2 separate regions of the Mus musculus genome follow, and region 1 is linked to region 2. The links are chromatin contacts, called in public Hi-C maps. All regions are on one chromosome and are shown on one strand. The core of a region is the stretch at or near the end of the contact, and the rest is flanking DNA. Distances in the headings are between cores, read along the strand shown.

What was found. Hi-C and Micro-C count contacts between places; a contact is called where the count stands out from the background.
Region 1: a Hi-C map of bone marrow-derived macrophages shows a contact between it and region 2, with 2.6 times the contacts expected there. A contact is called at or near these places in 3 of 39 promoter capture datasets (embryonic stem cells, pre-B cells and stem cell-derived epiblast-like cells), 1 of 484 Hi-C or Micro-C datasets (bone marrow-derived macrophages) and 1 of 9 other capture datasets (adipose tissue).

The regions. Positions count from the first base shown.
Region 1 is chr19:11,348,820-11,351,631 of GRCm38.p6, forward strand. No RefSeq gene overlaps it. Among named protein-coding and RNA genes, the nearest start is that of Ms4a7, 14 kb to the left of the region's middle.
Region 2 is chr19:11,231,043-11,233,742 of GRCm38.p6, forward strand. It overlaps Ms4a12 (membrane-spanning 4-domains, subfamily A, member 12), which reads right to left and starts at 1,411. Exons shown (of 7, transcript NM_001374133.1): 1 at 1,327-1,411. The region is part of intron 1 of 4930526L06Rik (RIKEN cDNA 4930526L06 gene); the gene reads left to right.

The sequences.
Region 1 (2,812 bases), core at 187-2,686, 120 kb after region 2:
GGAGAGCTGGCTCCATCTGTCACTTGGGCAATTCAGGAAAGCTGGCCCTGGTGGCATGAGCATTGGAGAGCTGGCCTCACCATGTGCCAGATCTGGCACTCAGGAGAGCTGGCCCTTACCATTACCTGCTTACCCCAGGAGAACTGGCCCTAGTGGTGTGGGTGCAAGAGAGCTGATAGTTTGACCAGCTCAGCTACCACCTAGGACCAGATCTAGGGCTTTGAGCTGACACACCACGACATCTACCCTACTTATGAGCTGCTGGAGCATGTGAAATGGCTAGTCCTGTTGAACCAAAGCTCTGGAATCTCCATAACTCAGGGCAATAGTAAGGTATCAGAGAGGAGTCTTGCTGAATGCCAATTAGTGTTGGTGTAGAAAAAGCCAGAGGTCTGGAATCAGACCATTCCACTGGACATTTTCAAATAAAGCTGTTTGGACAAAAGGGTATACTGTGTGACACATCATGACATACTGAACTTTCCACAGCAAGTTTCTTTTTAATTTGTTATATCTTGTTTTTAGTTTTTTTTCAGAGGGAGTTTGCAAGGGCAGAGGGTGGATATGGGAGAATGAGTGGGATTGAGCATGATGTGAAATTCACAAGGAATCAATAAAAATTATGGAAAATGATAATCATCTTCGTTGCCACTAAACAAATACATTATGGAAAAATTTCATAACCATTTTTATTACCACTAATCAAATATACTAAGCCTTATTACTATATGGGATAATTAATGCTGCCAGTTGTATTACAGAACATTCTATATGGTTTACACTGTATTAGTCAGGGCTCTTGAGAGCTTCAAACCCAATAGAATAAATCTCTGTATATGAATATATACTAATGTACATGTGGGGTGTGTGTATGTGTGCGTGTATCTGTTTGTCTGTCTATGTGTGTGTTAAGGGAGTTTTTAAGTTGGCTCACCCAATATTGTTAGGGTCCTTCAACCCTTGCTGTCTTATAGCAGAGACAGAACTCTGTAGTTGGTTCAGTCTACAGAGTAGGTGCCGAAACAGTGCTAATTATTTACTGAAGGCCTGGAGGATTTCTGGAGAACTGCTGATCTTCAGTCCAAGCTGTAAACAGGAAGACGGAGTGCTGAGTTGATGAGTGAAAGATTTAGCAGAATCAGCAACACAGTATAATGAATTCAGGAATTAGAGGTAAAACCAAGGAAGAAGAAAGAGTGAAAAAGCTTTGTAGGATAAAAGGAGTAGGTATACCGTTCCTGCCAGGGGCAAGCTTGTCTCCAGGGAGTGCTCTCACCCCCACCCCCCAAGACTCAGGGGAGATTGCCATTTTCTCTCCAGTGACTGGCTAAGGTGGGACCTGCCAGGAGCTCGCAGGCCAGAAGCAGAACAGCTGGGTCAGGGTCCTTCTTGCCTCCATCTGTACCCAGGAGGTGGAGCTGTTCTGCAGCCTCTGTGCACTGGTCTTGCTAGGAGAAAGCTGATCTCCCAGGAGTGCTGACACAGACTTACAGACTCACTGGAGGAACAAGCTCCAGCCAGAGACAGCAAGAACATCTAACAGAGATTACCAGATGGCGAACCAGGCAAACACAAGAATCTTGCCAACAGAAACCAAAACTACTTGGCATTATCAGAACCCAGTATTCCCACGACAGCAAGTCCTGGATACCCCAACACACCAGAAAATCAAGATTCATATTTAAAATCATATCTCATGATGCTGATAGAGGATTTTAAGAAGGACATAAATAACTCGCTTAAAGAAATACAGGAGAACACAGTTAAACAGGAAGAAGCCCTTAAAGAGGAAACACAAAAATCCCTTAAAGAGTTACAGGAGAACACAGGTAAACAGGTGAAGAAATTGAACAGAACCATGCAGGATCTAAAAATGGAAGTAGAAACAATAAAGAAATCACAAAGGGATAAAAGGAGTGGGTCAGACCAGTAGCGTTTTAAGTTACTATAGACCCATACTGTACTGGATGGTTTTGTGTGTCAACTTGACACAAGCTGGAGTTATCACAGAGAAAGGAGCCTCCCTTGAGGAAATGCCTCCATGAGAACCAGCTATAAGGCATTTTTTTCTATTAGTGATTAAGGGTGGGAGGGCCCATTGTGGTTGGTGCCATCCCTGGGCTGGTAGTCTTGCGTTCTATAAGAAAGCAAGCTGATCAAGGCAGGAGAAGCAAGCCAGTAACATCCCTCCATGGCCTCTGCATCAGCTCCTGCTTCCTGACCTACTTGAGTCCAGTCCTGACATCCTTTGGTGATGAACAGCAATGTGGAAAGTGTAAGCTGAATAAACCCTTTTCTCCCCAACTTGCTTCTTGGTCATGATGTTTGTGCAGGTATAGAAACCCTGACTAAGACACATACCTATCATGTGAGTTGAGAGATCTTTCCTAATGTGTGTGTGTGTGTGTGTGTGTGTGTGTGTGTGAGAGAGAGAGAGAGAGAGAGAGACAGACAGACAGACAGACAGACAGAAAGAGAGGAAGATTTCTCCAAAGTACTCTTTGTGTCTCTACCTTTTGTCCTGTCCCATCATTCTGATCATCTTATGCACCTTCATTACTGAGTTCATTCAAGATGGCATAAGACATATACACCCTAGTGTAGATCCAGAAAACCTAGGATCTAGTACTGGATCCTATGTCTTTTGGAGTTTCTAACATGTTTTCCAAGGCATGGAAATGATCTCAAGGAAACTTGGTTGTCCTGCCAGGAACATATGATGTACTGATGAACTTAGCACTTCATGGAAGCTAAAGTCACAAGGAAGCTCATTGAGAAGTTTGAAATACACACACTCTTGTACACACACATG
Region 2 (2,700 bases), core at 161-2,660:
CAAGAATTTTCCTGGGCTTTAAAAAGTATAGAATTAAATGATTGTTCTATGAGAGGGGAAGGAGAGGGAGGGACACACACACACACACACACACACACACACACACACACAGTGTGTATTTTTTGTCTCTGATAACTTTGCTAGGGAAATTTTAAGACTTCTTATCTGTGATCTAGTTTTTGAACATGGAAGTTTCACATGGAACACAGACTATTAATACCTAACTCTGTAAAACACATCTCAGGATGGATTTGTGCCCAAACTGCTGAAGTTTTAGAAAATGATTAGAAAATGACCCAGTTCTACATTTTTTGGTTCATATGAAAATGACCTAGTATGTAGATGTGGAAGTGATGCCAGGGAAACAGGATTAAGTGATCCTCCAATCAAAATGAAGATCCAAACTGATCCTTCAATCAAAATGAGGACCCAAACAGATCCTCCAGTCAAAATGAGGATCCACATAAAGGGAAGACAGTCAGCTCAGTGCTGAGTCTATTGTCATAGTTTTGTTTCTTTTCTTTTCTTCTTCTTTTTTTTTTTTAAAGGAGTTAGCACATTTTTTTCTCTTAGCAAATGATAAGCTATTTACAACCAGCTTTTTTCTGAAAAATGAGAACTAACAACCATTTTCAAGCACACAAACACATAAATAAAAACACCAAAGTTCTGGTGAATTATAAAGCATAAGGACTATAGCAATAGGAGAAAAACCAGCTGGTGAACTAATCCAAGTAAAGATGGGAAAATATGACTGTAATTTCTTACCACCTCCTTTCCACCTTTGTTTGAAAAGAAGGAAAATGATACTATTGTTTAGAATGTATTATATAGCATATAATGAAACATCACAGTGACTCATAGACACTTCCAACCGAATCATGCAGGACATATGTCTGAAAATATCATCTTTCAGCAAATATTAAAAAATGCTGACCCAGTGAAGGGTGATTTCCCAGTCTTCATTTTCCATAAAGAAGCCTCTTTAGTGAATCATATTCAGAAACTGTGTGTTTCAGTGTCTCTGTTATGCGTGGACCCTCGATCACGACACTGTCACCAAGGGTTCCTGCTTGCCGGTTACTATTCATGGAATTTCATACATGTGTATCCACTATCCTTAGCATTAGATTTACACACATGGGTATGTGTCTATAGATTCGCTTGAAGTGCCTTTAGTAGTAATTGTCTTGTTTCTCTCCGGGTTTCTCTTTCATTCGTCAACTGTCTCAATACAGATTTAAGAATTGGCTTCACCTCTCCCACCCAGAGAGTAGAATGTGGCAGCAAACCCACCCAAACAGATCAGCCCCGTTCCATACCCACCGAGAAAGGCAGGGTGGTTTCAGTGGACCTATGCAGCTTCCCAGAACCTCTGGGCTCTCTCTTTCTCAGCTATATGTTCTGCTCTGATCTTGGATATTTATCTGGGATTTATAAGTGCCTTTACTTCCTTGCTTCAAGCGAGCCTATCCTATCTTTATATAGTTCCAAAGTCCTTTCATTAAGCACTTTCACCCCATTTGTAAATTTGAGAATGCGTTGTAGTTTGTATTTATGCAGGGAAGTGTGTTCTGACTCACTTATGCTGGGAAGTGACACTTCCAGACACTTCTTGTTCCTTTCTCCAGCCCCTTAGCTTTCTGACCCTCACTAAAGCAGTGCCACACCACGTTCTAGTGCCTTTTAAACCAGACAAGTACAACTGTAAAACACAGACAATGAAGAACAGAAAGAGGAGGAGTAAAAGTGCCTGCACTCTGGACACCTGGACACTGCTACTGAGGATAATTCATCAGGATTCGCAAACTTTCGTGTGCCAGGATTCGTGTTACATACAGATGTACATGGTGTTGTAAAGACTCACCAAATTAAGGTAGATTGTGTAGGTTTTCTATACTACACCCTTTTAACTTACCATTTTATTAATACCTTTACAGGTCAATCAACCCTTATAATTCTCAATACTGTTATGTTATAATTTTGGAGGCAGTCTAACTATTCATGTTCATTTGTGTCTTAGAGGTGCAAACAAGTGTCCTAAGAACAGAGATCCAATGTATATTCTTGCCTTCAAAAGCCCCATGGCTGTCAAGTTTCACATGTGGTGAGATCCATTGAGCAAGTGGGATCAGTGTCAATTCTTTTCACACACACACACACACACACACACACACACACCACTACCACCACCACTACCACCACCACCACCACTACCACCACCACCACCACCACCACCACCACCACATGAATGGTTAGGAAAGAATGGTTTTTGAAAATATTGTTTTTATTTATTCTTTGAGAATTTCATACAATATATGCTCATATAATATATATGGAAAAGAATATTTTATTCTTTTTTTCCTTTCCCAAATCCTCTCAGGTCCCCATCACCTCCCCAACCACCCGACTTCATGTTCTTTCTCTCTCTAAAAATGGATAGCCAACCAACCAACTGTGGAGTCCAAGTAGGTCAACTACTCCTGAACATGTGGCCTGTCCTGGAGTATGGTAGATACCAAGGGCCATTCGGTTGAGGAAAACATATTTCCCTTCTCCTAGCAGCATCAATCGTGACTAGCTTCCTGGCTAGGAGTAGGACTTTTTAAAAGAGTTTGCTTTTAAATTATCTTTGTGTATTAATGGTGGTTTCCTTTCTCTTTTGGATTTGTATTTGTATGTATTTTTTCTAAAGTAGAC